7 separate regions of the Mus musculus genome follow, and all the other regions are linked to region 7. The links are chromatin contacts, called in public HiChIP or PLAC-seq and promoter capture Hi-C maps. All regions are on one chromosome and are shown on one strand. The core of a region is the stretch at or near the end of the contact, and the rest is flanking DNA. Distances in the headings are between cores, read along the strand shown. Region 1 holds the start of Cnnm4 (cyclin M4). Region 2 holds the start of Rev1 (REV1, DNA directed polymerase). Region 3 holds the start of Kansl3 (KAT8 regulatory NSL complex subunit 3). Region 4 holds the start of Cnnm3 (cyclin M3). Region 5 holds the start of Lman2l (lectin, mannose-binding 2-like). Region 6 holds the start of Sema4c (sema domain, immunoglobulin domain (Ig), transmembrane domain (TM) and short cytoplasmic domain, (semaphorin) 4C). Region 7 holds the start of Inpp4a (inositol polyphosphate-4-phosphatase, type I).

Evidence for each region. Promoter capture Hi-C pulls out the DNA fragments that hold promoters and counts their contacts. HiChIP or PLAC-seq counts read pairs in DNA pulled down with a chosen protein or histone mark. Capture Hi-C pulls out chosen DNA fragments and counts their contacts.
Region 1: a promoter capture Hi-C map of liver shows a contact between it and region 7, with 3 times the contacts expected there. The contact joins the promoter of Cnnm4 here to the promoter of Inpp4a in region 7. A contact is called at or near these places in 1 of 39 promoter capture datasets (the HPC-7 cell line), 1 of 115 datasets of contacts at active chromatin or transcription factors (bone marrow-derived macrophages) and 2 of 9 other capture datasets (adipose tissue and liver).
Region 2: a contact with region 7 is called in an HNF4G HiChIP or PLAC-seq map of pancreatic cancer cells. The contact joins the promoter of Rev1 here to the promoter of Inpp4a in region 7. A contact is called at or near these places in 1 of 39 promoter capture datasets (pre-B cells), 2 of 484 Hi-C or Micro-C datasets (the N1E-115 cell line and embryonic stem cells) and 1 of 115 datasets of contacts at active chromatin or transcription factors (pancreatic cancer cells).
Region 3: a promoter capture Hi-C map of adipose tissue shows a contact between it and region 7, with 3 times the contacts expected there. The contact joins the promoter of Kansl3 here to the promoter of Inpp4a in region 7. A contact is called at or near these places in 3 of 39 promoter capture datasets (liver and pre-B cells), 1 of 115 datasets of contacts at active chromatin or transcription factors (bone marrow-derived macrophages) and 2 of 9 other capture datasets (adipose tissue and liver).
Region 4: a contact with region 7 is called in a promoter capture Hi-C map of liver, with 2.5 times the contacts expected there. The contact joins the promoter of Cnnm3 here to the promoter of Inpp4a in region 7. A contact is called at or near these places in 1 of 39 promoter capture datasets (liver) and 1 of 115 datasets of contacts at active chromatin or transcription factors (bone marrow-derived macrophages).
Region 5: a promoter capture Hi-C map of adipose tissue shows a contact between it and region 7, with 2.8 times the contacts expected there. The contact joins the promoter of Lman2l here to the promoter of Inpp4a in region 7. A contact is called at or near these places in 1 of 115 datasets of contacts at active chromatin or transcription factors (bone marrow-derived macrophages) and 2 of 9 other capture datasets (adipose tissue and liver).
Region 6: a promoter capture Hi-C map of liver shows a contact between it and region 7, with 3 times the contacts expected there. The contact joins the promoter of Sema4c here to the promoter of Inpp4a in region 7. A contact is called at or near these places in 7 of 39 promoter capture datasets (the HPC-7 cell line, embryonic stem cells, hippocampal neurons and 3 more), 2 of 484 Hi-C or Micro-C datasets (embryonic stem cells and muscle stem cells), 2 of 115 datasets of contacts at active chromatin or transcription factors (astrocytes and embryonic stem cells) and 2 of 9 other capture datasets (adipose tissue and liver).

Annotation. Positions count from the first base shown.
Region 1 is chr1:36,469,870-36,473,175 of GRCm38.p6, reverse strand. It overlaps Cnnm4 (cyclin M4), which reads right to left and starts at 1,579. Exons shown (of 7, transcript NM_033570.2): 1 at 91-1,579. The coding sequence starts at 1,483. It overlaps Gm33454 (predicted gene, 33454), which reads left to right and starts at 1,407. Exons shown (of 3, transcript NR_168706.1): 1 at 1,407-1,714.
Region 2 is chr1:38,128,310-38,131,280 of GRCm38.p6, reverse strand. Rev1 (REV1, DNA directed polymerase) reads left to right here and starts at 1,615. Exons shown (of 23, transcript NM_019570.4): 1 at 1,615-1,819.
Region 3 is chr1:36,367,809-36,371,181 of GRCm38.p6, reverse strand. Kansl3 (KAT8 regulatory NSL complex subunit 3) reads left to right here and starts at 2,001. Exons shown (of 22, transcript NM_001310513.1): 1 at 2,001-2,077; 2 at 3,148-3,373. The coding sequence starts at 3,199.
Region 4 is chr1:36,510,255-36,513,430 of GRCm38.p6, reverse strand. It overlaps Cnnm3 (cyclin M3), which reads right to left and starts at 1,564. Exons shown (of 8, transcript NM_053186.3): 1 at 278-1,564. The coding sequence starts at 1,520.
Region 5 is chr1:36,443,927-36,446,944 of GRCm38.p6, reverse strand. It overlaps Lman2l (lectin, mannose-binding 2-like), which reads left to right and starts at 1,674. Exons shown (of 8, transcript NM_001013374.2): 1 at 1,674-1,895. The coding sequence starts at 1,712.
Region 6 is chr1:36,556,799-36,559,841 of GRCm38.p6, reverse strand. Sema4c (sema domain, immunoglobulin domain (Ig), transmembrane domain (TM) and short cytoplasmic domain, (semaphorin) 4C) reads left to right here and starts at 1,461. Exons shown (of 15, transcript NM_001126047.3): 1 at 1,461-1,826.
Region 7 is chr1:37,298,457-37,301,451 of GRCm38.p6, reverse strand. It overlaps Inpp4a (inositol polyphosphate-4-phosphatase, type I), which reads right to left and starts at 1,614. Exons shown (of 26, transcript NM_030266.4): 1 at 1,334-1,614.

The DNA.
Region 1 (3,306 bases), core at 330-2,829, 830 kb after region 7:
AAACCTGCAGACAGAGAGCATGCAGGGGATGCTTCAGGGGAACGAGAGGTATCAAAAGGACATTTAACCAGGAGCTACACCAGTCCTTACCCTTCTTAAATTCCTCTAGCATGGCATCCAGCTTGGTGTCATGAAAAACAAAATGTACCGGGTGGTTGTAGAAGCGAGTGATGGTCTTGAGCGGGGTGCAGTCATCCGGGTCAACAAAAGCCAAGTCTTTGACATACAGGATATCTACAATATTGGATTGCTCATCTTCAAACACAGGAATGCGAGTGTAGCCACTCTCCATAATCTCCGACATGGTGTTGAAGTCCAGAATGGCATCACTGCGGATCATGAAGCAGTCGTGTAGCTGGGTCATGATATCCTCCACAGTTTTGGTCCTTAGTTCCAGGGCACCCTGGATCATATTTAACTCCTCCTTCACCAAGTCATTATAGGGCTCTGTCACCTTCAACATCTCCATCAGCTTCTCCCGATTGTAAACAGTGCGAATCTCCTGACCTAAGACGAAGTCCAGGAGTTTGCTAATGGGGAAACTCAAGGGAAAAGTGAGGAGCATAAAGACTTTGGTGAGAACAATAGTGTTGGCACCCACAGCCAGCCCGTGCCGGGAGCACAGGGCTTGAGGTAAGATCTCCCCAAAGATGACAATGCCAATGGTAGAGGAGGCCACTGCCATGATGCCAGACCCGATGAGGTTGTCTAGAAGGATGGTGAGGGAGGTGTTGACTAGCACGTTCCCCAGGAGCAGCGAGCAGAGCAGGTAGTTGCCCTTGCGCCTGATGGGCTCTATCTTGCGAGCATACTTTCTCTCCTTCTCAGTTCCACAGTTCTGCACGATGCGCAGCTCCATCGGGTCCAGGGCCATAAGCCCCAGGTTGAGGCCAGAAAAGATGCCCGACAGCACCAACAGCACCATAACGAGAAGGATGTGCAGCCAGAGCGGCAGAAACCTCCCATGCTCCTCCACCATGAAGAGCAGGGAGTCCTTGTCCGTCCATCTGGTCCAGGGCCCGTCGGCCCGGGGCCGGGTGCACAGCGCGTACAGCTTCATGTTCTCGCTCCTCCGCAGGAACTTGGTAATCACCACTAGCATCCCCGACGTGTTCCCGCGGCTCACGTTGACCAGCCGCTGGACCACTAAGTCCTTGGTGAGCTCCAGGCAGTTGGTGGAGTTGTGGACCGCCTCGGCGTCGTCCACCTCGGTGAAGGAGATCAGGTTGCTGGAGATATCGCCCAGGCTGTGGCCATAGAGCCTCAAGTTCACCGTGCTGCCCTCGGACACGAAGATGATGCCATCCGGGTTCATCCCGCACGACTTGTTGCAGCTCGCTAGCCTCATGCCTAGGATCACGCTCTGCTGGGGGCTGCTCTGGCCGCTGGCCGCCCGCGTCCATAGCAGCAGCAGCGCAGCCAGGAGGAGGCGCCCTCGGGCCGGCCAGCCGTCCCGCCGCCCGCCCCCGCCCCCCGGCGCCATGTTGCTCCGGCCCCGCCGCTGCCCGCGCCCCGCCGCGCGCCTCACTCGGCGCCTCCGCTCCTGCCCTCCTGCCGCTCCGCTGCCGCCGCGCCAACTGCCCCAGCCGAGGACCTGACGTCAGACCGCGCCCCGCCCGCCCCGCCCCGCCGCCCCACGCCCCTTATTTGCATGCGATGTCCCGCCCCTACCCACGGCTCGCGCGCCCGGCTTAAGGAGGTCTGCGCCCTTAAGGTAGAACGGCGCGGGGCGAGCGCGGGAGCCCGCAGCGGGGGTGCGCCCAGCCAAGCTTCCGCGCGGCACCGGGCTTCTCCCGCGCTCCTCCTTAGGGAGCCCGGCTCCCAAGCCCCACGCGCTCGGTTGCTTCCGGGTCCCCTGCACTCTGTCGCTCCGTTCTGGGGCGGGTGGTGCTTCTCCGCGGGCACAGCGAGAAAAATGCATTTCCTGGTTTAGAAAAAGAAAAGGGAACCTGAGGGTTCAGGCTGGCGTTACAGCCTCCTTACTTCTGGGATTTTCGTTGACCTTGACCCAATGCCAGAAATAGGTTGTCACTGCCCCCGAAGTCCCCCAGCCCACTCCTCGGTTCTGTCTAGACCCCTAAGGTGCTGAGGGACCAGGCTCTGACCTAGGTTTTTCACCTGTCATTTCTATTTAGGGATGAGTTTTCATTGAACATGTACTCTTGTTTCATACTCTAACGATACGGCAATGAACAAGCCAAAATTCTTGCACATCTTTAGTTTACAGCCTATCATCAGAAAAATGGCAGTAAACAAGACAAGCCATACGGGGGCAGGAGGGGGAGCGCAATAAGCAAGTAAACACACACAGGAACACTAAGTGTTTTACTTCTTACAGATGCAAATTTTGAACCTAGGCACAAAATCCTAGGCCTTTCAGATCTTCACCGTTAATCCTAGTCCCTGTCTGTAAATGGCGGTAAGAATGACTGGTTTTTTTTTTTTTGTTTTGTTTTTGTTTTTTGTTTTTTGTTTGTTTTTTTTTTTTTTTTTTTTTGAGACAAGGTCTTACATAGCCCGATATGGCTTTGAACTCTTCAAATCTGAGGCTGACCTTGAACTCCCGATCCTATGTCCATTACCTCCCAAGTGCAGGGTTTACAGATATGCACCACCATGCCTGGATTGATTTTATTGTTTAGTTATGGTTTTAGTTTTTAATTTGACGGCAGGAAGAGTGATAACACAGCATCACCTGGCTAAGCACGTGAGAACAACTGGCTTACACACCGAATATGACATAACAACTCTCTGTGAATAGTCTTTGCCTGTGTAGTAATAGTTGTTGCTGCCTGCTCTTTCAGGACCATACCCTTAACCCCAAATTGTGGTGACTGGCCAGCTGAGGCAGCTGCTTGTGGAAATGAACTGAGGGGTGGGGCTGCTGTTCTAGCCTTGAGATCACTGCTTCCTGGTCAGCCCCACTTGGATGTCATCCGGCAGCTATGAACTCAGTGTGTGGGGATGACCACAGCTATCCACCCACAGCTGTCCACCCTGTGAAGGGCAGGACACGGATGACAAACATCCTTACCTCAGTTGCAAGAGCTATACTAAGCACAAGGCCTGGGTTGACCCCTGGGTCTCCCAGCAGGGCTTCTCCTGGCCCTAGAGACACAGTCCTTCTCTATGTCTCTGTACAAACCCCTGTGTTTATTTTTACTTTGGTACACAGCCTGCCAATTAAGGCAACAATCAATACCAGCAGCAAAAATCCAAACATAATGGAACACTCATGCAGTGTTGTGGGGGAGGCTGGGTAGCAGAGGCTGACTTAATGCTCTGGCATTGTGCTGGTGGGTTCTG
Region 2 (2,971 bases), core at 366-2,865, 830 kb before region 7:
GGCTCCTGAGTGGTCTCTGCTTCAGTTCCTGCATCCAGGTTCTGTCCTGACTTCCCTTCCCCGTGGGTTGTAAACTGTAAGGTGAGATAGGCCCTTTCCTCCTTAAGTTGTTTTTTTGGTAATAATGTTTGTTGCAGCAAAAGAAAGCAAACGAGGATGGGACAGTTTGTTTATTTGCTTGAGAAAAATACAGAAAAAGTAATCTTTGATTATGAAAGAAGAGGAAAAGTATTCACAAGTTATTTTTCAGTCTCAAAAATAAAGTTTTGGTGTTTTTCTCATTGGAAATAACTGCTGTGTAGAGACAGTTTTTCAAAACTCCTCACAAGCCTCATTTCCCGCCCAGCGGTATTTCCGAACACAAGCTGGTGGTGTTGCAGCTCGTTCTGAAACTCCTGCAGTTACACTGTATCTAGCTCTTCAATTGTGGGTCCAGAGAAACAGAGCTGGGAGGGAATACTGAAGTTGAATTCATAAAGGAGAGCGAGCAAGTGGAGCAAAGGGGGAGAGGTTAAAATCGAGACAGATATATATATTTCCCATGTACATATACATACACAGAAAGAGAGAGAGAGATTTCGATTATCTCCTGTCTCTCTGGGAAAGGAACCTCAGGTTTGCAAAGTCAGTTTTAAAAAGAGTACTACTGTTTTCTAAGTGCCTGCAAACTCCTTTCAAAAGTCTTAAGGTGGGGAAGGAACAAAAGTGTTCAGTCTAGGGCGAGGAGTTGGTTGGCTTAATGTTTGAGCATTCCAACAATAAAGACTATCACAATAACCATGCAGTCTCCCATTGAACAGACACTACAGAGGCGGGGGAAATGGGCCTTAAGAGACTGTTTTTTTTCTTTTTTGCTAGGTGTATTTAACATCCACGAATAAATTGTGTAGCTGCTGGTTTTTTGTTTTTGTTTGTTTGTTTTTAACCATCACAAGGGAAAGCAATTTTCTTCAGGTCTGTGTGTTGCAAGTGGGAAAGGCAGGTAGAGCACAGGACCGGCAGTGGTAAGATTGTGAGGGACGTCGTGTCTGGACACAGCCTAGCTGGCTGCCAGCAAGTGACCTGGCATTCCCGCAGACCCGTGTGGGCCGCGGTTCTCCGCTCGCCGACCGAGCATGTGCTAGCCTGTGAGCGTCCTGGCCGCCGCTAGGTGGCGCCGCACATCAATCGGAGCGCGGTGCGGCGACGCGTTTCGCGCCTCGGCCGACCCTGCGCGGTCGTCTACCCGGTTAGTCCCGGCACCCGCGCCCTCCGCGGCGGCTGGGGAGCCCGGGCGGGGCGGGGCGGGGCGGGGCACGGCGGGGCGCGGCTGCGCGTCGCTGCAGCACCATTAGCTAGCCGGCCCCGGCGGGAGGCAGCGTGGTGATGCGGCGGGTCCCGCGCCACCTCCGCCCAGCCAGCCGCACGGTCACGTGCAGCCGAGGCGCTGCTCTCCACCCCCCCTCCCCGCGGGCGCCGGCGCGAGAGGAGGGCGGGGCCGGGGTCGCCTCGGGCCGGGCGCGAGCAGCGCGCGTGCGCCGCGCCCGGTGAGTGCGTGCGGGGCCGGGCCAGCGGGCCGCGGTGTGGATGGGAGGGGGAGCCGGGCGCGCGCCAGAGGAGCGGCGGGGGAGGGGCGGAGCTGCCGCGGAGGCGCGAGGCGGGCGCAGCGACTGAGGGAGCGTGGGCCGCGGTGCGGTGCGGTGCGGCTGGGCGGCCGCCTGACCGGTTGCCTTCCCCGGCGTTCCCCTCAGCCGCGGGGAGGACACTGAACGACGGCGGCGCCCGCGAGGCCCGAGGAAGCGGCTGGGCCCGGGCATGGTGGCCTGGGGCGGCGCGGAAGGTGAGCGACCCCCGGGCCGGCGGGTGGGGGAGGGGTACCGAGCCTCCGCCGTCCCCGCCTCCGCCGCACGAGCGGCCCGAGGCGCCGAGGCCGGGGGCTCGCGGTGCTGCCGCGAGGCCTCCTGCCTGCCGCGCCGCGTCGCCCCTGCGCCTCCGGCCGCCGGGTTATGTAACGCGTGACCTCCCGTTCCCGCTCCACACCCGGCGCTCCGTCGCGCGCCGATCGGGGCGCCCGCGGCCCTGCCTCCGAGTCCCGCCGCTGGCGTCGCAAGTCACCGGTTCCTCCTGCGCCGGCGCCTGGCCGGCCATTCATTCCCTCGCGCGTTCGAGTGTCCGCTCCGCCAGCGTTTGCAGAACGTGGCAGGGGGCACCCGGGGCCCGCGCCGCGGGTCTTCGCTCGTCCCCGGTGCATCGGCTTCTCCCCTCTGCCTTGCTCTTAGGCATCCCGGAGGCAGTGTTTCTCTCACTCCTTTTCCCTTGTCACTTATCTGTCCCCTTCATGTGCAGGACACCTGTCCCCAAGTGTTTGTACAGGTGCTCAGTTCACACTTGGGTGTGCTGTTATAATAACAGTCGGGGTGCACCGAGGGGGCACTTGTTTGTTTGGAGACTCTTCCTGTCCCGGGTTTGCAAAGCCCGGACTTTCCTGTAGTATCGTTCCTTGATTGTTTAAAAAAACACTACAGGTGATACATGCCTAGGATTTCACCGTGTGTTTTTTGGTGTTTCTTGGGTATAAAGTAGAAATGGTATGTAGATAAAAACAAGAGACCTCATAAAAAGGATTTGTAACTATTAAGGGCTATGTAACAGCTCTTAAATTATTTGCTTGGTCTCTGGCTTCTCTAGTACCTGTTCTTCCTTTACGTAGAGTAATAATACCACAATCTTGTTCCTATGGAGTGCGCATTAGCTCAGCTTAGCAAGACTCCATAAGTTTGCTTTCCCATATTGACCGGGCTTTGCCCAGGCAAATGCTGCTAGAATACCCTTCCGGCCCTTCCAGTGCTACCTGTGATGGACACTTGGAAGCTTACCTGGAGCTCTCCATCCAGGACTTCAGTCTGCACGAGTGCACTCGTTCATTGCTTAGACTACTTACTTGCCATTTTTCTTGAATTTCTGTTTTCTTGTTTGTGTCTTGTAGGTCCTT
Region 3 (3,373 bases), core at 752-3,251, 930 kb after region 7:
ACAGTAGTCTAAAATCTGAGCCAAGGGGTTTCGAAAGATTTGTTGGCACTCTAGCTAGCTAAATGGCACGAGCCGTGCGAAAGTGCATGTTGTGTGCTCAGAACCAAGGCTGCAGTGACATTGTGGATGTGAGTCATGAACTGCCAGTTACACCCCTTGAATTAATTTTCAGTCGTTGTACACTTAGAAACATTTTGTAGCTTAATTTTCCCGACCCCTCTACCTTATTTAAGCCTAAATGGGATGGCAACTGAGTGTTTAAAACAGTGTTCTATGGTGGTGCAGGCCTATAATCCGGACACTTGAAAAGAAGAGGGGCAGAAGAGTCAGAAGTTCAAGGGCAACCAGGAAGTGGTGGGCATGCGCAGAAGACGGATCTCTGTGTTTGAGGCTAGCCTGGCCAACAGAGCTTGTTCCAGGACAGCAGGGCTCCATAGAGAAACTCTGTCTCAAAACACAAAACAAAAACAAAAACAAAACAAAAACAACCAACCAAACAAAATCAAAACCCAAATCGAACCAAACCATCAACCAAATTCAAGGTCTTCCCTGGCTGCATAGCTAGAATGAGCCTAGCCTGAGATACATGGGACCCTGTCTCTCCATCCCCTCCATAAATGAAAAAACAACCAATAACACTGAGTTCTAAGACCGGGAGGTGGGGGTCGCTCATAGTAATTGCCATCAAGAAATCAATGGAGCTCTTGACAGGTGGCAGAAATAATTGACTGCATTCCCCTGGCAACCTGGTGAATCAGGGTTTAGGCATTTGCACATTTCAAAGTTGAGAAAAAGGCTGAGCCAAGCAGTTAAAAGTCGAACCTTAAATTCATTGTTTTTAATAGCTGAGTAGTACTCCACTGTGTAAATGTACCACATTTTCTGTATCCATTCCTCTGTTGAGGGACATCCGGGTTCTTTCCAACTTCTGGCTATTATAAATAAGGCTGCTATGAACATAGTGGAGCATGTGTTCTTATTACCAGTTGGAACATCTGGATACATGCCCAGGAGAGGTATTGCTGGATTCTCTGGTAGTACTATGTCCAATTTTCTGAGGAACCACCAGACTGATTTCCAGAGTGGTTGTACAAGCTTGCAATCCCACCAGCAATGGAGGAGTGTTCCTCTTTCTCCACATCCTTGCAAGTATCTGCTGTCACCTGAATTTTTAATCTTAGCCATTCTGATGGTGTGAGGTGGAATCTCAGGGTTGTTTTGATTTGCATTTCCCTGATGATTAAGGATGTTGAACATTTTTTCAGGTGCTTCTCAGCCATTTGGTATTCCTCAGTTGAGAATTCTTTGTTTAGCTCTGAGCCCCATTTTTAATGGGGTTATTTGGTTTTCTTTAGTCCATGTTTTTGAGTTCTTTATATATATTGGATATTAGTCCCCTATCTGATTTAGGATTGGTAAAGATCCTTTTAAATACCTAATTAAAAAAACCTGGGGGAAAAAAAAATTGAACCTTACATCTGTCCTCTGCCTCATCTTCCACCTCATCCTAGTCTGAGCTGTACCAGTTTCTTATTAAACTCCGCAGAGCCCTAGAATTGTATCCCAACATTCTGCAAAGCTTTCCCTCCCTCTCTTCATCTCCCCATCTCTCTGGTTTGCTTTGAGGTCTTGAGACAGGGTGTCATGGTGTAGCTCAGGTTGTTCTGGAACTCACCTCGATCCTCCTGTCTCAGCCTCCAGAGAGTGCTAGGATTATAAACCCCGATGGGCTGAAATAAACCCCACCCGCACACTGCAAATTGAACCCAGCTCTGTAACAGGGAAGGGGACACCGAGCGCTGGGGTGGTCTGAACTATCTTGCTCTTTGTCCTCACTTTTCCCACAGAAAACGCAGAGGGAGAACGTCTCTGCCCCGGGAGTCGCGCGCGCTTTCCGCGTTCCCCACAGGTTAGCCAGGTCCCGGGCGCGGATCCGCTCCGGGCTTTGCCGCTCGCCGCCGCGCGGTTCCGGGAGAGCGATCTGCTTCCGCGTTTTCCTCAGAGCCCAAGGCGCCGGGAGGTAAGGCGCACGCGCATTGGGGTCCGGCTCGGGCGAGCGCGCGGCCGACAACTGCGGGTGAGACGCGGTTTTGCCCCGGCGCGGGTGGTGGCCCGTGGGGTTCCAGGCGTTGGGCGGCGGGCTCGGAGAAGCCCTCGGGGCTCCGCGGGCATGAGGGGTCGGGGGCTGAAGCCGCGGGCCAGGCCGGGCCGGCCGGGCGGGGCGCGGGAGGCAGACGCGGCGCTGGGGCGGCCGAGGCGCGAGGCCGAGGAGGGCCCCGGGAGGGGAGGTGGGGCCGGGCGGCTCCTCCTCGCCGGGAACTCGGGATGACCTTGGCCGAGTCGTCCGGGCTCCGGGGCCGCCGCCCGGGTGGGCCGTTTTGAGGTTCTGCGGTTCCGTGGCGGGAACCTCTCAGAGGAGCGGGCCGTTTGCTGGGCGCCTCGCCGAGGGAGGGCGAAGGAGGAGAGGCCTTCTGAGGGCCCGGCCGGGCTGAGGGCGGGCTCTAGTTTTTCTCTTCCCAAAACTCCGGAGTACCATGAGGTTGATGCAAACCTTTGGTGGAGCGTGACCCTAGGAGAGTCCCCTTGACCTCAGCCCAAAGCAATGAAGCTTGGAGGCCCGCGGTGCCCGCCTGTTGTGCTGGGGCCACCCGAGCAGACCAGCCCTGCCCACGTCCTGTTTAGGGGACGAAAAGTAGGGACCTTTAGCTTTTGATGAATTCATGTTTGTGATCCCTCTGGTTTGCAAAAACCTTTACCACCCAGGAAGAAAATTGCCCAGCAAATTTAGGTTTTTGTTTTTGAGATGGGATCTCAATATATTGCTCTGGCTGTCCTGGAACCCACTCTGTAGACTAGGCTGCCCTTGAACTCCCGGAGATCCGTCTGCTTCCGCCTCCCCAGTGCTGGGATTAAAGGCGTGCGTCACCACGCCTTGGCAATTGCAAAGGTCATGTTTTTGTGAACTGTGGAGTCTTGTCAGTTTACAGTTATAAAATTGTGTATGGCACCGTTCTGTTTGGTGGCGGTGTGGGAGGACACATAGATGTGCATAATCAAAGATCGAATGCTGAGCATAAAGACATGTTTTGATAGTGAAAGTTGGGAGAAATGGAAGCTATTGAATTCACAAGCCCCCTTTCACTGCAGGTGACTAGCATGCAGATATTCACACCCTGACTTGGCTGCTTGACTACTGACATGGCCCACCGGGGTGGGGAGAGGGACTTCCAGACTTCAGCTCGGCGGATGGGTACCTCCCTGCTCTTCCAGCTTTCAGTGCATGAGCGGGAACTGGACCTCGTTTTCCTGGATCATAGCTATGCAAAACCGTGGAGTGCCCACCCAGATGCCAGTAGTGCCCGCCCCACCCGCA
Region 4 (3,176 bases), core at 315-2,814, 790 kb after region 7:
CCATCCTTCTAAGTAGGTAGGCCACTGCTTGGGTTTATGTGGTACTGGGTAATGGTCAGGGCTTCATGTATGTTAGGCAAGCACTGAGCTACATCCCCAACTTTTTTAAAATTTTCTATTTAACAAACAGGGTAACCACCTTCCGATCCTCCCGCATCAGACTCCCATAGCACTTCCTTCCGCTTCTAAAAGGTGGGTCTTTAAATATTTCCAAAGGTCATTCGCAGGTACAAGGCCATCACTTTCTGGGGCCTTTCTAACAGGGGCGTCCCCTTACCTCGCTTGAACTCCTCCAGGACAGCGTCCAGTTTGGTATCGTTGAAGACAAAGTGGAGTGGATGGTTGTAGAAGCGGGTGATGGTGCTGAGCGGTGTGCAGTCCTCGGGCTCAACGATAGCCAAGTCTTTGAGGTAGAGCATGTCCACGATGTTGGAGCGCTCCTCCTCGTACACTGGGATGCGCGTGTGGCCGCTCTGCATGATGCTGGCGAGGACGCTGAAGTCTAGGACAGTGCCGGAGTCCAGCATAAAGCAGTCTTCGAGCGGCGTGAGCACGTCCTCCACGGTCCGGGAGCGCAGCACTCCCTTGCTGAGGTCGCTGTAGGGGTCGCCGCCGCCGCGCGCCAGCTCCAGCACGCGCTCCCGCAGACGCCCCGGCCGCGCTGCCAGCTCCAGCAGCTGCCCGACCGGCAGCGCCACGGGCAAGGTGAGCAGCACCGCCAGGCGGCTGAGGCCCAACGCGCGCGGCGCCAGCGCCAGCGCCCAGCGTCCGCTCACGGCGGCCGGCAGCACCTCACCCACCAGGAACACCAGCCCCGCGCAACCCAGCACGGCGGGCACGGCGCGCTGGCCCGCCGCCCCGTACAGCAGCACGGCCAGTGCCGCCTGCGCCAGGCTGGCCAGAAGCAGCAGCGCGCCCAGGGCGCAGCCGGCCCAGCGCCGCGCGGGTTCCAGGCGCCGCGCCGCCGCGCGCTCCGCCTCCGAGCCGCTCTCGCGCAGCACCTGCACCTCGGCCGGCGCCAGCGCCAGCGCGCTCAGCTGCAGGCCGCGCGCCACCGCCGCCAGGGCCAGCAGCCCGGCCGCCCCCAGCCCCAGCGCCCAGGGCGGCGCCGCCTCCTCCGCGGCCCCACCACCCGGCTCCACGCGCACCGCCAGCAGCGCGGAGCGCGGGTGGCCGGCCTCGGCGCGCAGGCGCAGCAGCGCGCGCCACTCGCCCGTCGGGGCGGCCGCCTCCTCGGGCTCCGTGGCCCGTCCGCCCTCCGGGCAGCCTGCGCCCTCGGCGGCTACCCAGGTCCAGGAGCTGTTGGCCAAGCCGGAGCAGAAGAGTCGCAAGCACAAAGTGGCCTCTGGCGCTGCCCTTCCGCGCAGGGAGCCCGCGCCCGGTGCGCTGTCCTCTTCCGTGCAGAAGTTCAGCAGTCCCGCGCCCGGCGCCGGCGCCGCCTCCCCTGCGGTGCTGCCCAGACAGAACGCGGCAAGCACCCAGCCCAACCAACCCACCACAGCCGCAGCAGCCGCCGCCATGGCCTGCTACCCCTTCTGGGCCTCGGGCGCAGCCTACCCCACTCACCCGCGCCTCTGTTGTTGCAGCCAATCGGCGCGGGCCTCCGCGTCACTTTGACCAATAAGCGGCTGGCGGGGGCGGGCTCTGGGGAGAACTAGGCTGCGCCGGGGAGTAAACAAGCGGCGCGGGGCGGGGCGAGCCGGAGGGGCGTGGGGCTCCGCAGGCAAGGGAGGACGCGGGGCGGCTGTCTGGGACGGCCTCGGAGTTCCCGGCGCGTGTGGACGAGCAAAGGAAGGTCATTAACCCTCTGGCCAGCAAGGCTAAGGGCTGAATAAGAACCAGGGACTGGGCACAGGGAAACCTGGAGTCGTTTGTTTAAAACATTTTCTTATCATTTGTATTTGTATGTGGGTTTGCGCTTGCGAGGGCAGTGCTTTGGGCAGACGCAAGAGGGCGTCGAATTCCCCCTGGAGCTGGAGTTCCAAGCTAATGGGAAGCTGTGCTGGGAACTGAACTCTGGTCCTCAGCACACATTCTTAACCTCACCCAGCTCTATTGGTTTGTTTTAAAGCTAAAGTCTCTTAGCTTTGCGTTGGGCTCTGTGGATATCAAGACAGACACCTGCTTTTGAGGAAGATGCCTTGATAGGAAGGTCCATAGTAAATACTCAAACCCAGAAAAATCTGTTTCCTTGAATCTTCACACTTGTTTCATGTAATTAAGCTTACAATAAAACGATGTTTAGAGACTGATTCTGTGTGCCTTTGGTTTCTGACATGCACCTGACATTCGGGTCATTCAGCCATGCAGGGAGATAGCAGCTGTCAGGAATTTCCATACATGCTAGCTTCACAACCACAGTTTATTCTGATTCCTCGGGTTGAGAAAGCTGTTTGAGAGGGTTCTTTTTGTCCTTATTTTGGAAGACACCTGCATGATCAGATGGAGCATTCTTCGTTCATTGTATGTGGTCTTTATGGGATTAGCTTCTCTATGGGTATCCCTGTTTTTTGCATTTTTCTCTCTACTTTCTCCCTAAATGTACTAAGACATGTACACATCTTATACATATGTTTTGTTTTGTTTTGTGTCTGTGTGGGCCCAAGTGTATGTATGTGTGTTGTGTATGCAGGTGCCGAAGGAGGCTAGAAGAGGGCACTACATCCCCTGGAACTAGAGTTGACATTTGTGAGCCACCATGTTGGTTCTGGGAACCAGGCCTTCTGCAAGAGTGGTAAGTGCTCTTAACCACTGAGTCCATCTCTCCAGCCTCTTGAATTTTTTTTCTAAAATGGATTCTGTAGACATAACTGAAACAGTCCCACATGGCATATGTGCATACACGCAAACATACACATACAAACATCAATTTTTTTTTTGAGACAGTGTTTCTCTGTGTAGCCCTGGCTGTCCTGGAACTCTGTAGACCAGGCTGGCCTCGAACTCAGAAATCCACCTGCCTCTGCCTCCCAAGTGCTGGGATTAAAGACATGTGCCACTACTGCCTGGCCAAACATCAATTTTAAAATAACAATAAAAAAATGTAACAAAGCAAACACCTCATAAATGGGGGCAAGGTATGATCTCCCTGGCTAGCTTGTGCATCTTAGCTCCATGTGCTCTTCATTTGCTCGTGTGACAAGCATTTCCTACACTGAGTGTGTGCGGGACAGGTA
Region 5 (3,018 bases), core at 425-2,924, 850 kb after region 7:
GGTAAGTGAATGGCAAAGAGATTAACTGCAGTTCCTAAAGTCTTGTCACCATTTATCTGTCTCGAGATAGGGTTGTAAAAGATCGGTAGCTTTGTCAGCTTTCAAGAGTTGATCTTCTCTGAGGCAAGCTCACATCTTGTTTCTCTGTAAAATTTACTCATGTTTGGAAGAGAGTTAGCTTTGACTGTGTCTATTGGGAAGATGTAGACACAAGTCTGATAAGTCCATTGTAGCTATCTATGGACCAGAGTCAGAGCTCAGCAATGCACACACGGTCGGGTCTGAGTGGGGTCGAGGGAGGCCTCCAGGAGGAAGTAGGTAAGAGGAAGCTAGTTTTCTGAAAGAAGTGAGCAATCAGGCAGGAAGCTGGAACTTGGTGAAATATGAACTCTGGGGTGTAGTACAACCAATTTAAGTTTATCCCTGACCAGCTTACAAGTAAGTGAGACTCAGACTATGGTTATTTTATTTGGCTTTGACAGTTTCTAGGGGTAACCCCTAATCTACTCTTCTAACTGCTGGCCTGGCTACCTCCCCAGTGGTACAGCCTAAGTACTTGGCTGCTTCTTCTGGCCATGGACTCATAGTCCATCTCGTCTCCTGGAGGCTTCCTCCCCTTCTTTCGTTCTTCCTCTTCTCCCCTGGTTTCTCTTCCTTCTGCTCTCTTCTCCACCCTCAACTAAGTAACTTAAAACCCACCTACCTCTAATCCCTCCCTCCAGTAATTGGCTGTAGTCAATTCTATTTAACCAATCATTTTAAATCAAGGAACAAGGTTTGCACAATAAAAGCATGTAACCCTGAAAATTCACACAGAATTTAGCATACACTTAATTTCTATAAATATCATCATGTGATGTTGGTTGATTGTGCTCGTCAACCCAGCATGTAACCCAGGCTGCCCTTTACACATTTTACAGTTTGCCAGATGTTTGTTTCTTTGGTTTGGTTTGCCTGTTTGAGACAGTTTGCCAGATGTTTGTTTCTTTGGTTTGGTTTGCCTGTTTGAGACAAGGTTTCTCTGTGTAGCCTTGGCTATTCTAGAACTTGCTCTGTAGACCAGGCTTGCCTCAAACTCAGAGATCCAAATACCGTTGCCTCCAAGCATTGGGATACAATCCGTGCACCACCACCACCCTGGAACCAGTCGTTTCATTCTAATGAATTACTTAGGTCACTCCCTAACTCACTGTGTTGACTTTGAACTCCTCACCTTCCTGCCTCAGTCTCCAGAGTGCTGGGATGACCTAATGCCTTCCCACATCGTAAGTCAAGTTCTTTACCAACACAGCTAGTCTTCAGTTCCTTCCACTCATTTTAGTCACGGATTTGTCTATTTTTCTTTTTACTTCTATGCCCTCTTGGCTGTTAGCTTGGCGGCCAGGTAGGTACAAATGGCAGTGACAATCGGGAAAAAAAAATGTTTTATCGCTTTAAATTTACTATAGAATGCAGAAACAAACTAAGAATCTCTATTACTAGCAGGCCTGGTGAAGCCTGGGACAAAAGCAGAGAAGGGAGTCTGGACATTCGGCAACGCCCCTTGCCTGGGTTGGCAAGGCAACTGCTACTAGTCAGCCAATCGGTGGGATACTCACCTGCGGGGGAGGGAACTCTCCAGGAGCCAATGGGAGATCGGGCCGATGGTTCCGCAGGCCAATGGGTTGGGCCACGGGGCGGGCTTTTTGATGAAGGGCCGGCGGTGGGAAAGATGGCGGCGGCTTCGAGACCCTCCTGGTGGCAGCGGTGGCGGCGGCGCGCGTGGGCTCGGGACGGGGCCAAGCTTTTGCTCTTTCTCCTTCTGTTGGGGTCTGGGCCGGGGCCGCGGCATGTCAGGGCGGGTCAAGCGGTGGAGTACTTGAAACGGGAGCACTCGCTGTCGAAGCCCTACCAGGGTGAGGCGCCCGGGGCGAGGTGGTCGTGCAGGGAGGGCTTGGGGACCGAGTCGGGACTGAGCTCGAGGACGCAGTCCCCGGCGGGAGGGGGCGCCCCGAGGATCTCCGCTCCTTTGAAGAGCCACAGGTCCGAAGGACAAGGGTCCGCCCCCCACCCCCGCCCCTTTCCGAGCGCTAGAAGTTTCTAGTAGGTCTAGGTAGGGCTCTCAGCTGTCACTAGTGTCAGGCTCGAAGGAAGAGGTGTTTGGAGTTGGACAGAAATATGAGGAGAGAGAACTGAGATAAATGAGGGATGGTTGAGGACCATTAGCGATGAGCCGGTGTCGGGATAGAGTGGTGGCTGCTCTGGATAGAAAGCAAGAACCCGGGTAGAACTCGGTCGGACTGAGGAAGGAGAGGGGGAAAAAAGTCTGTTTGCTGGTTAGAACACCTGCTCCTTCCTTCCCAGGCCGCGAGCCCTGATGATGAAAGAGGCTGGTTAGCATTGCTCTCTTCAGGGATTTCTAGATCTCTAAGCACAGCTCAGTGTCAGAAAATTGACACAGGTGTCTACAAAGAAGAGAAATTAATGCTGTTAGAGCTTAATACAAGTTTGTTTTTCTCGCAGAGCTGTGGATAGGGGGTGCAGGAAACACAAATTTAAACTGCAGAAAGCAGTTTGAATTTTTGTTACTAAGATGTCATTTCTGTTACTAAGATGTCATTATTTTACTGGTTGGTTGTAGTACCTCCTTAGTGTTGGTCCCTGCTGATACTATGGGTTAGTCTGGTTTTTCACCCTGGGGGTACTTATACTTAGTCTAAGGGATTTGGGGATAATCAGCTACACTTGAAAGATTGATTTTATTTTATTTTTTAAATTTTATTTATTTATTTATTTATTTATTTATTTTGTTTTTCGAGACAGGGTTTCTCTGTGTAGCCTTGGCTGTCCTGGAACTCACTCTGTAGACCAGGCTGGCCTCGAACTCAGAAATCCGCTTGCCTCTGCCTCCCAAATGCTGGGATTAAAGGTGTGTGCCATCACTGCCCGGCCTGAAAGATTGATTTTAAAAGAATATGTTTAAGCTCATAGGCTTTTGAGAATATATCTCTTTTAATATAAATGACAAAATTTTTGTCC
Region 6 (3,043 bases), core at 212-2,711, 740 kb after region 7:
TCATGGTTGCTGACTGCTGAAAGGATGGAGCTTCTGGGCTCACAGTTTTCCTACCTCTCCCTTCCCAAGCAGGTGGGATGGACCATATAGACTGCGTCCAGCGCCAGGATCTCACTAAAAATGTCACCTTGCTCTTTGTGTGGATTTGAGCCCTTTTTTTGTTTGTTTGTTTGTATCTTGCTTAATCTCTTATTCAGTGAGAGAAACAGTAGCTGGCTTGGAAGTCCTGTTTCAGCCTCCTGGAGCTGAGGAGTCTTAGCTTTTAGCGAATCCTGAGCTTGGAGTGGGGCTTGCCCTTAGTAGATGAACAGGAGCCTGGTCAAGAGGAGTGTGCATGGCTCCCTCCCTGGCCAGCTTCCATAGGACACCCTCCCTGCCCACCCCTGGCAATAGCTGGCCTGCCTCCTATCTCTGAGGTCACAGCTTTGTTTCCTAATGGAAAGGAGCTGGGAAACGTGGCTCTGGCCAGCGAGGGAGAAGGGGCCCTTCTGTGTCCCAGTAAAGACCCAATTGTTACTGAAACCAAACTGGGCTGCCATTCTCGATTACTCCCATTGCTCTTCTGCTCTTCACTTCTCAGGTGCCACGTTTTAGCCCAGAACAAAAGCTGCTGTCGGACTGATTTATACTCCAGATTTTACTTATGGGGTCTGAAGTGTTTTTTCCCCTCCGGGACTGCCCCCTGGGGCTCAAAGTTACCACAGAAACCTCCAGGCCTCCTTCCCTTCGTCCCTGTCCTTTGATTCTGGTTAGGGGTGGTCTCCAGGTACCGCTGGGGCAGTTTCCCCGAGGTTTCTCAGTCCACCTGCCCACTGGAGGACCAGCTGGCTGGAAGGATTTGCCAGCCAGCACCGTCCAGGAGGCCACAGCTACAAGTTACTTCTAGGAGCGCCTGTGGGCGGAGGCTGGCAGTTCTGAAGGTGGTGGTGGTTCGCTGCGTGGCTCCCTCCAGCCTCTTTCATCTGAACCGTGGCGCGCTCGTGCCTCTAGTTAATCAGCCTTCCAAGCCACACCAAGAGTCATTTCCCGGGGGTAGGCTCTGCTGGAGCCTGGAAACTAGGAGCTGCCTGCAGTCTTGGGGTCTCCTCTGCCTGTGAGCTGCTCCTTCCAGTCCAAGGGTTAGGGCCAGAAAGGAGGACAACTTTGGAGTCAAAAGACTGACCACTGTGGTTAGCACCTGAGAGAACCTTCAGTTTCTTCTCTTGCTACGCCACCCCCTTCGGGTACAAGTCCCAAAATGGTTTGCCAGTTTTCGTTCCCGTAACTGGAGCGTGGGGAAGCCCCTCAACCCTTCCAGAGAGCCCATCCCGCCTCAGGACTTGAAGGCACACTTCACCAGGTGAGTGCAGTTCGTGCAGTTCCCGGTGGCAACGCCTGGAGTCCCTCCCCGCCCCCCACCCCGCCCCCTCCCCGCCTCCGGCCGCTGTGGCGCAGACCTTGACTCACGAGCTGCAAGAGTCGTAAAGGGTCCCCAAGCCTCAGTGCCGGGTAAGCAAGGCAGCGGGTCGCAGCCCCCTCCTGGGCGGGCCTTCGCGTCCCGCCCCCGGCCACCACTCGACACCCTCTGCCTGACGTCAAGGGGTTGGGGGCGGAGAGCGGCGGTGGCGGCGGCTGCAGCGGAGAAAGAACCGGCGCCCGGCGCGGTGGAGCGCCGAATCCGAGCTCAGGGGCGCCGAGAGCCGTGCTGAGACCGAGGGGCGGTGGCACGGGACAGCCTTAGCGTGCTGGCGGGCGGGCGCAGTCTGGAGCGGCGCGGGGGCAGGGGAGGACGGTGGCCGGAGTCAAACGCGAGGGCAGCGCCCAGGGATTGGAGCTGCACGAAAGAGGTGAGTGAGGCCGGAGCGGTGGGGCCCCGGGGCCGCTGCTTTGTCCCCTTGCTTGGGTAGGGGCTAGCGCGCGCGCTAGAGGACAGCGTCTAGGGGTGCAGGGCGGGGCGACAGCAAAGACAGCTGTCCGATCCGGGTCCCTCTTGAGTCCGCCGCGGGCTGCCCAGTGGCGATCGGCATCAAGGCAAGCAGTGCCTGCAGCTCCACTGGCCGGAGCAGCGGGAGCCTGGGGGTACGGACAGCGCTAGGGGCAGTGGGGGACCCTTGGGCTGTCCAGCGCGCGGTCCGAATCTTTGCCAGGCTCGCGAACTGCTCGGGTTCCCCCCACCTCGACGGAAAGTTAGGGGCGGGCTTGGACCGTGGCCGATGTTGTGGGATCGGATTTCCCTAGCGCGGCCCCCCGCCCTCCCGTTCTGCTCCGGAGGCGGGCTGGCACTGAGAACCAGCCCCCTAGCCAAAGCTCCGCCGCCCGGTCCCTCTCTGGAGCGCCGCAATCCACGACCGGGTGTGCAAGTGTGGGGTGCAAATCCTGGTCCTGCACCCCTCCATCCCCTTGGCTGTCCGTGTCCCTTGCTTCGGGAAGAGCTTGGGGGTTGGGTCACCGCTACGCCTGCAGATTCTCGGAGCGCACCACCGGGTTTTGACCCCAGCCTAGGGTAATTGGCAGAGAGGAAACTGAGGGTGTGTCAGGGGGGACTGCTCCGGGGAAGGCAGCCCCAGCCCCCCGCCCTTCCCGCGCGGAGGTTCTTGGCCGACAGGGGGCGTCCGCAAGCCCGGCTTTGCCACGCTCCCAGCGCTGCCGCTTTGTTTGCATTCAAATCCCCGGAGCTGGGGGAGGGGAGAGTCCACAGTAGGGAGACCGAGACCGGGTCTTGGCTAGGAACCTTTGTTTTGGGGTGCAATCCTCAGATTCTGCATCTCTGTTCCCAGCCCCTAGCGTCTAGATTAGTGGAGATCCGTTCCGTTTGCCTACTGCCTAGTGCATGGTCCCCGAGGTGCAATCCCGGAGTTAAGAACGTTCGTCAGAGCCGGGGAGGAGGGGACGCAGCCCTTGACGATCATTTGTGGGCATCCCCTGTTGTCCAGGAGAACCCCGCTTCGGCCTCCCCAACCCATTTCACTTCCCTCCACGATCCCGCTCTCGCGGAGGCGAGGAGATTCCCAGACAGAAGCCTGGAACTGACTCGTGGCCCGGTCGCCTCTCTGCGGGAGGGTCA
Region 7 (2,995 bases), core at 365-2,864:
TACATCATGTTGACAAGACACAGGGAACACACCTCCAGGCAACGGTGTTCACATGTAGTGCCACCCAGGAAACAGCATTTCAATCTCCTGATACCACCACAGGTACAGACCAATACACAGACCTCCTCGAATGAAAGAACTGAATTTTCGAAGAGAAACCTTTTGTCAAAGCAGTCCTCAAACAAGGGCCCTAGTCCAGATCCAAAGAAAAATTCCGTCTTCACCCAACAACCAGGCTAAGTAGGACAACCTATAGCTGTTCACTGCCTGACACTGGCAATTAGATTTCAAAACAAACGCAGCTAATGAGGTTCTGTTTACACCTCTTACTGATGAGGGTCTTGAGAACCTGAGTTAGCAAGTGACAAAACCTTCAGGATTCACACCCAGATCAACCAGCTGTGTGATGTCCCAGCCCTGTGATGTCCCCATTGTCCACACAACCCACCCGGGGAACAGGAGTGAACGAAGCAGAATATTACTGCAACACCCCAACTTCCGTACCACCCCACCCCCATCCCCTTGGCCCAGAGGCCCTAACTGGCAGGTGACAAATCACATTCTACTCTTAGGCAATCTCTCAACATCAAACACATTAAGAGGCAAAGATTTACAACGGCCAATACTTACTTCCTTCTTACCCAGAGAGACATTTTCATGAGCTGTCAAATCCAGGCAGGAGGAACCCACCATTATGTAATGTCAGAGGGCAGGAGAGAAGGGGCAAGAGAAACCAAGGCCCATCAACACTCCTTCCCTTCGCCCACAAAGATATATATTTGTGTCTGACATTTTGAGTGTTTCCGTGGCCTACACATTCATGACTGGCTTTGCAAAAGACGACCACGGATCCCTGCAAACCTCTCAGGCCTCAATTAGCTTATTAGGAAAGCCAGAAGAATATAAAATACATAAAGCAAAGGTGAGGGAGATCCTGTCCTGGCCGATGCGCGAACAGAAAATGCTCAAAGAGTTGCGAGGACGTAGAGTCCGTGTCTCCCACCAACATGTATGTTTATTTTTACCCGGTGTGTTGACACCCGAGATACCGCGAGGCCTTCAGCGTCGGATGCCTATGGGATACAGCAGAGATGCAGCCGGCGGGCGCGTTGTATAGCATCGCACGGCTCCCCGAGAAGCCCGCGGCAAGGGGACCGCAAGTCTAGGATCGCGCTCCAAAGACGCGGCCAGCGAACCGCTAGGCTGTACCACTGCCATGACAACCGCGGGCGCCACCGGGCCGGGTTCCCAGTGTCTCCAGCTCCCAGCCGCCCAGCCCACTCCGCTAAGCCCGGCACACCGGACCTGGCACGGCCCAGCTCGGCCCACCTACCTGGCGCGCCCCGGCCCGGACACTTGCTCAGCCTTGGCCTCTGTCCTCCAGGCCGCACACCCCGGCCTCGGCCCCGCTGGTTGCTGTCCGGTCCTGAAGACCGGCCGGGATTTGTTTCCTGGCCGCCTCACTCCGGCCGGTGGCGTCCACCCCAGACCCGAACCCGCCGTCCCCGCGCAGCCCGAATCCTGCCACCGCCTTCTCTCAGAACACAGCGCACAACCCCGCCCCGGTTCCGCCCCCTCACCGCGCATGCGCGCCCCACTCCCCGACCGCCGCCCTGCCCCCTCCCTCCCTGGCTCCGCCCCTAGGAAGCCGCACCTCCCAAAAGGTCACACCCTCTTATGTGACGTCACCCAGGAGTGGGAGTTTTTCCACCTTCACATGCCCTGAGGCTTCTGCCCAGAGAACAAGCGATTCTAGAAAAACGCTGGAGGTCGGAAGTGCAGGTGTAGCTGATCCATCACTCAGTGGGCGTGGCCACCAACAAACTGTAGTCTTTTGAACTTCCTTCCAGACCTAGTCTACCCAAAAGATAACGGACCTTAACACTTCCTCCTCAAAATTCTATTTTTCTATAGGGAAGAAGACCAATCAGGACTTTCGGAGATACATTTTTTTTTATTTTATTACTTATTTATTTCCACTGAGACAGGGGCTCCCTGCCTCTGATCGTTTTTAACTTTATTGTAACGTTAACATTTCTACCTGATGAGGGGAAACTTAAATGGACAAACAAAAACATTTTTCAGGTTTTTTTACACCTCATTTGTCTGGTTTTTTTTTTGCTTGTTCTGTTTCGTTTTGGGTTGTTTTTTTTTTTTTTTGAACAGGGTAATCCAGGTTGGTCACCCACTCACTAGCTGCCCTTCGTGTTATTCATGTTCCTGCCACTGCCTCCTAAAGGCTGAGAGTACAGGTATGCACCACCACACCCACTTTTATCTTCTAAAGAGTAACTTATTACCAAATGCTTATCTTTTATTAATCAGATGAAGGGGAGAAAATATTGATTGAACCTTAACCCTAAGGCCAAAAGCCAAAAAACTCAAACATGCTTAGAAAAATTAAAAATATTGTCCTTATTTCATCTTCTAAAATTCAAGTGACTGATATACCTGATTTTCTTACGGTAAAATTAATAGAAATCCCCCTTTCAATCTCAAAAGCATTCTCCTATGAGATAATAAATTTTATGGTCAGAGTCTTAATTTGCTTTCTCTCTTCCTGGGTTAAACCACTGGCCAAAAACGACTTGGAGAGGAAAAGGCTTATTTGGCTTACAGGCTACAAGTCCATGATCAGGCAGGAACTCAAGACAAAAACCTAGAGGCAGGAATGGAAGCAAAAGCCAGGAGCGAAAGTTACTTGTTGGTGTGCTCTCCATGGCCTGCTTAGCCTGCTATTTAGATAACTCAGGACCACCTGCCTGGGGTGGCACCACCCACATTAGGTCTTGCCCTTCCACATCAACCATTAAGAAAATGCCCCACAGGGTGCCTACATTGCAATTTGATCCAGGTATTTTCTCAACTGAGGTTCCCTCTTTTCAGATGATTCTAGCTTGTGTCCACCTAACAACAACAACAACAAAAAGCTAGCTTGCACAGCTGTGTTATTTATATTCAAGCTAAAGAGGGTTTTCAAATCAATAGCATCCTT